Linked DNA regions of Mus musculus: region 2 is linked to region 1. A link is a contact called in public HiChIP or PLAC-seq data. All regions are on one chromosome and are shown on one strand. Each heading gives the region's core, a stretch centred on a gene start, on an enhancer-like site or on the middle of the called end of the contact. The rest is flanking DNA. Distances are from core to core; before and after follow the strand shown.

The links. HiChIP or PLAC-seq counts read pairs in DNA pulled down with a chosen protein or histone mark.
Region 2: a contact with region 1 is called in an HNF4G HiChIP or PLAC-seq map of pancreatic cancer cells. The contact joins the promoter of Hes6 here to the promoter of Ramp1 in region 1. A contact is called at or near these places in 5 of 39 promoter capture datasets (the 3T3-L1 cell line, the C10 cell line, the HPC-7 cell line and 2 more), 3 of 484 Hi-C or Micro-C datasets (CD4 T cells, CD8 T cells and the HL-1 cell line), 6 of 115 datasets of contacts at active chromatin or transcription factors (the HPC-7 cell line, double positive thymocytes, memory CD8 T cells and 3 more) and 2 of 9 other capture datasets (liver and pancreatic islet).

Annotation. Positions count from the first base shown.
Region 1 is chr1:91,178,231-91,181,424 of GRCm38.p6, reverse strand. Ramp1 (receptor (calcitonin) activity modifying protein 1) reads right to left here and starts at 1,603. Exons shown (of 3, transcript NM_016894.3): 1 at 1,285-1,603. The coding sequence starts at 1,336.
Region 2 is chr1:91,411,646-91,414,943 of GRCm38.p6, reverse strand. It overlaps Hes6 (hairy and enhancer of split 6), which reads left to right and starts at 1,722. Exons shown (of 4, transcript NM_019479.3): 1 at 1,722-1,887; 2 at 1,965-2,051; 3 at 2,142-2,223; 4 at 2,462-3,298. The coding sequence starts at 1,807. The coding sequence ends at 2,886.

The sequences.
Region 1 (3,194 bases), core at 354-2,853:
GCCCTTTTCTTGGTAAACACAGGCGGTCCTTACATGTGGTCAAGCATAAGTGTTCTATTTACACAAGCCTTCCAGGGTGCAGACTCTGGTGCACTAGTAAAGAAACTTAATTTATTTGCTTATTCTTAAATAAAAGGGGGTGGGGGAGGGGCCCAACCAGCTCCCTGTGCTGCTAATGTTCATCTCTTAGGAAACTGAAGCTAAAATTTCACATCAAGCCAAAAGGATCTGAACATAGCCAAAGACAGCAACATTATTATAAGGTTTTGATTTTCACGCAAGTTTAGCCAACACATATAAGGGGCAAATCCACCTTTAGATTCTATTACACAGAAACAGATTTTTAAAGTGTAGATCTGGCACTCCCTGGCAAGGATTAAAAACAGGAGAGCTCTGCCCTGCAAACGGTAGGTGTCCAGTGCTGTTCCTGCCCAGTCACCGGGGACAGGCCACACTGCCCCAAGCTGCTTCCTTGGCTATAAACAGCACTAGTGGGCAGCCTTTGCCACCACCAGAGCCTGTGCAGCAGGTGCCTCTGACCAATACCATGGGTATGGGAAAAGACCACAAGAATCATCAAGCCACAGGCCCTTCCAGGGACACTGGACCGACTCTTTGTTTGCTTTCGTTAAAATGTAGCTATGTACCTGAATTATGTCCAAGAGGTATGACAGCCCCGGGTCCTGAGAACGTTACAGACAAGGGAACTGAGATGGGCAGTTTCTTGTTAGTCACCCCTGGGCTACAGTTTCTGATCAATCTAAAACAAAATCCCAAGCAAGTCTGCCACCTCTAATATTTATTAGCCACACACGCCAACAACAACCACCCTTCACCCCTAGCCTCCCACCCTCCGTGGAAATAATAGTCTCAACCAGCAACTGTTGTAGGTGAGAGTCAGGCTTCCAGTTGTCCTTAGTGTCCGGATCCCTAAGCTGTGGCTCTGGTTGAAGACTGCACATCTGTAAGCTGCTTCTGGCTCAGGGAGCTTGCATCAGTTTGGAGAACTGAAGTGCCGACAGGGGAACCCCGCGACCCTATCCCTCCCGGAAAGCAAGCTGCCCATTGTATGATCAAAAGTTGCTGATGCCTTCGGATGGCCCGCTGGATGATGTGCCCAAGCCACCTCGTCTCCGTGGCAGCGTAAGGTGGTGCAGCGCCCCCTCCCCCGCCCCCATCACCACTCTACTGTCTTGCCCAGACCCCATGCCCTGAGTAAGGTGCGTTCAGGTGCTGCCCTCCCGGCCCCAGGTCACCACCAACGCTGCAGCCCGGGCTACTCACCCAGCAGCAGCCAGAGGCCGCACCGCGGGAGGCCCCGCAGGCCCGGGGCCATGGCAAGCAGAGCCCCACCGTCCCAGCGCCTTGCCGAGCTCTGCGCCCGCTGGAGACGCGCCGGGGGCGGGAGCTAAGGAGAGACCGCGCCCGGCCCACTGCGGCTCCCACGCCCGCGGCTGTCGAGGGCGGAAGCTGGCGGGCGGCACCTGAGGCTGGAGCGCGGCTGGGACTAGAGGGGAGCCTCCTGGAATGTCTGCAGGGCCGGATGGGCTTGGAGGGTCTCCAGGTCCCCAAACTCAGCACCTCGCTCTGACGGCTGGGTTCCTCAGCTATCCTGTGGGCTCTGCAAACACCCCGTGGTCCCATCTCCTTTTCCCCGTGGGGTGCTGGAGTGGTGTGGCCAAAACCAGCCCTGACAACCAACGTCTGTAGGACAAGAAGTGGAACCTCAGGAAAGATGGTCAGTGGGAACAAGGCTCCTTGGAGGGACAAAGGTGTGCTTGACAGCAGGTGGTGACAAGCCAGGGTAGGGTAGCAGAGTCCATGAATACCGAATTTAGGGACAAAAGGAATTGCTAGGTAAAAAGGTGAGACTTCCGTTGGGGTTGGCTACTGGCCATGACTCTACACAGGATGGACCAGTAGTGGTAAGGGAGACTTGGGTGTGTGAATATGAGCAAGAAAGGCCATGTAACACCGGCAAGCTGAGAACCCTGGGGCAGATACCCCAAGTACAGGCTAGGCCTGACCTGGAGAGTCATGGATGCAGCAGCTCAGACTAACTGAGCAGGTCTGCACTCTGCACGCTGCAGGTGAGCAGACTATCACTGGCCCCATACACTGGCAGAGACTTCACTCAGGTTTACAATACTGGTGGGTGAGCAGCGTTCCTCACAGCAAGGGGAACAAGGCTAGAGGCTGCTGCCACCTTCTGGCCAAGCGCTCAGGACCCTTAACAGCAACCTGGTATTCATCCTGAACACAGGCCAAGCCGACATTTGGGGTTCATAAACCTATGTCTTGGGGACCCCACATGTCCTAAAGTCAAGGGGACATGGGGAAGGGAACACATTCTTTTGGCTTGGCTAGCCCTTCGTTTTGAACCTTATGAAGCCCTGCCAGGAGGCCAGCCTCCTTTCATGGACAGACATGGGAGTACGGGCAAGTCATGGCTGGAAAGCAGCTGAGCCCTGCCTCATTCAGTCCTTCCTTTCATGTCTGCAGCTCAGAATCTAGGCTGTGAGGCTCCCCAGTAATTGCCCTGAGTTTCTCCCAATTCACACAGAAAGGATGCAACTCGTTGACACCCGGCCTTAGTGTGGCTGCCCTAGGACTGCAGGTTGGCATCTTCAGTCTGTGAGATTTGCTCACTTCTAACTGGTCATCAGCAGCATTGGATCCCCTCTCACATGGGCATGTGCTGACACTGCGTTAAAAGACTGTCAGAGGGAGAGAGGCATTAAGGTAGAAGTCAGCAGGTCTACTTCTGTACAACACCTTCAGTGGATACAGTTCCCATTTATACACGGAAAAGTAACCAGACCTCAGCAATTGCCACAGTAGACAGTTCAGGGAGCCCTGAGAACAAGAAATCAAGGCAGCCTGGGGCTGCCTACTAAGTTTCCAGACTTCAGCAGGATGAGGGAAGCCATAGTCCAGAAACCAATCTAAGAAACAGAGAGAACGCCTCGGGAAGACATCTGAGAGAGGCAGAGGGCAGGCTTCACACTGTACGTAAGGACACTCCCTGAAGTGCACAGCAGCAGCAGCAGAGCATGTGCACACACAGTCTGGAGCAGCCCAGCTTCCGCTACCGTAGAGGGAAACAAACTGTGCTCAGAGCAGCTGAGAGCGAGCAGGACTAGCCTTAGGCATCAGAGGAAAAGAACCGCTGCTGTCCCAGGGCAGCCTGAAGG
Region 2 (3,298 bases), core at 473-2,972, 230 kb before region 1:
GTGGCCATCATGGCCTTGCCTAGCCTCTGGGGTTCTCTGTTCCTGCCTGGGGGGGGGGGGGGGGATTAAAAGGCCCTACTACTAAGGAAATCTGCATGCAGGCAAACTTTGAAGGTAGGGTATGGTTCAGGGGACAAATGGCAGGAACTAGTAGTTTAACTGAGGGAGGTGAACAGGAGAAGGGTTTCCTGAGCCTGAGATGGGGTGAGTAGTCACGCTGCTGGGACCAATGGAGTCTAAGCCACTTGGCTAATGGAGTCACTAAAATAAAATAAATTGATGCCTGCTTGTACTTTCCCTTCCTCAAAGGTCTTCCAGCCAGGCTGACTGAAGCACCAGTTACCAAGACCTCAACGGTGCCCAGGCAGGCAGCCACTGAAGTGCTTAGTGGTGTCCAGGCCTAAGGATGGAGTATGTAAAGGCTGATTAGGAGCTGGCTCCTTGTCCTGGCTCTAAAGCAGCAGCCGAAATCCAAGAACGCTGGAGCAGAGCCAGGGGTTCCGAGGGGGCGCGCGCGCGCGCACACACACACACACACACACACACACACACACACACACCCCTCCCGCGGCGAGGCAGGGCCGGCAGATGGACCGCCGACGACGCGGGGCTTGGGCGTCTGGCCGACACAGGCGTGCCTGTTGCAGCCTGCAGGACAAAGCCAGCTAGACAAAGGCGCGGCCAACACCTGTCGCTCCTGGCCGGCCTGCCGCTTTTCTCTGCGGAAGCGGCTGCAGCTGCCAACTGTCACGGGCATCAAGTTACTGGGGCCAGACAGCAGCCTCGGCCTGCAGGAACCAAGAATAGAAGGGGGAGGAGCTGAGAGGGACTGGGGGTAGTGGGGATGGGGGACTCTAAGGGGACTCGCGGGGAAGGGAGGTGAGCGTGGAGAGGGGTTGGGGAACAGGGATGTGTGAGACCACCGCAAAGAGGATGCGGAGGAACTAGAGGGAAATGAGAGGCGCTTAGGCGGGTACGGGGTGATGAACAAGGAAGGAGAAGCTTGACTGGGGGCAGTTGGGGTGGGGTTAAAATAGACAAGGTAGTGGTTGGGTAAGTGACTTAGAGCACAGAGAAATAGAGATTTAGTAAGAACGACCGCGGACCTTGGAGTAAGAAGGTTATAGGTGTCTTAATGGGTCCAAAAGGACACACAAGGGTCCTGTTCCTGCTGCTAAATTGGCTCGTACTTTCCCCGGACTTTGCACTCTCGCCACCGGTGACCCGAAGCCCCTTCCAGGTCCCGAGGTCACGGACTTGACTTTGGCACTGCCCTGTCTGAAGTCAGCTCTGGGACTGGAGCGCTATTCTCGAGAGCACTTTTGGTGAACCAAGGGAAGCAAATGCCCTGTAGGAATGGATGGGTGAAGAGGTGGGTGGAAGGGCGGCATGGATAGATATACGGACCGAAGGATGTATAGCTAAGTCCGAGCTTACAGGCAGGCAGGTCTGGCCTCATAACTCAGCGAAAGGAAGTACAAGCACACCAGCAAGAGAGAAGCCGGAGGTCACTGCCCAGGAGTCCTGCCCGGCCTAAGTGGCAGGAGGTCTGGCTGTGGGCTCCGCCCCGCCAGCTGCCAGAGACCCGCGGGGCCTGACAAAGCGCGCCGCTCTCATTGGCTACAGGCTGCCTCACGGCTGGCCTCTCCGACCACGCACAGCCAATCGGTGCATTGACATGTAAATAAGTTGCTATAAAATGGGCGGGGTCCCGCGGGCCGGAAGACTCCGGAGAGCTAGTGGGGCCTCCGGGCTGCGACCCACCTCGCTGAGTAGTTTGCACTAGGGCGCCGGGCTCCGTAGACCATGGCTCCGTCCCAGGCGCCCAGCCGGGACCGTGCAGGCCAGGAGGATGAGGACCGCTGGGAAGCACGGGGGGACCGCAAGGTGCGGACAGGGGCTACGGGTGGATGGGCTTGGGGGAGGTTGCGCGGGCCAGGGGGCTCAGTAGCCGCTTCCCACAGGCCCGGAAGCCCCTGGTGGAGAAGAAGCGACGCGCACGGATCAACGAGAGTCTTCAGGAGCTGCGGCTGCTGCTGGCCGGTACCGAGGTGCGACGGGAAAGGTGCAGGGGGGAGGGGGACCTTCAGGGTGCACCCCGAAGCGCACGGCCGGACTCAACTCCCTTCCCCTCTGCGCAGGTGCAGGCCAAGCTAGAGAACGCCGAGGTTCTGGAGCTGACCGTGAGGCGCGTGCAGGGCGCGCTGCGAGGCCGGGCGCGCGGTGAGTGGCGGCGGGGATCGAGGGCGGGGGCGCTGACCGGGCACGCCTGCCACCCAACAGCGGGACACGTCGGCTCCCGGAGCCCCGGTCCTATCCATGGCAAGGGCTTCCCCCAGAACGGGACACGCTACTGTGTCTCCTGGGTGAGCCCCGAACCCGCGGAGCGGATCGTCCGAGCCACGATAGTCACTGCTCACGGTGCGGGACGCTGCTCTCTTCTTCCCACCCTCCTGCACAGAGCGGGAGCAGCTGCAGGCTGAAGCAAGCGAGCGCTTCGCTGCTGGCTACATCCAGTGCATGCATGAGGTGCACACGTTCGTGTCCACGTGCCAAGCCATCGATGCCACTGTCTCAGCTGAACTCCTGAACCACCTGCTAGAATCCATGCCGCTGCGTGAGGGTAGCAGCTTTCAGGATCTGCTGGGGGACTCCCTAGCTGGGCTGCCTGGAGGCTCTGGGAGGAGCAGCTGGCCTCCAGGAGGGTCCCCAGAATCCCCATTGTCCAGTCCCCCAGGTCCCGGGGACGACCTGTGTTCTGACCTAGAGGAGATCCCAGAGGCTGAACTAAACCGGGTGCCTGCTGAGGGGCCGGATTTGGTGTCTACATCCTTAGGCAGCCTGACTGCAGCTCGCCGGGCTCAGAGTGTGTGGAGGCCTTGGTGACCAACACTTACCAGGGACCTGTGAATGGTGGCTGCCATCCTTAAGTTTGCTTCCTCCCTGGGTATCAGATAAGGTGGAGACAGCTCAGGATGCCCCCCAGGTATGCCCTCCCCACTCTCCAACAGATGACTTGAATGACAACCCTAATGGCCAGGCCCTGCAGGTCCCTAGCACTATTTTTTCGTGGACCCTAGAGCTCTGGATGGTGGCTGGGGGGCCAGGGGGTGCACTAAAGAAAGACAGGAGACTTTTGGAGAGCTGCCAGGGCTCCCTCGTGTTCACCTCTCCCTGCCTTTTGGGCATTCTGAGGATCTAGGGCAGAAGTGGCCAATCTTGAGACTGAGCATTAGGGTCCTGGGCAGGGACACACAGGCCACAGCAATCCTGACCTGAAAGGAAGTTCAGATTTGCT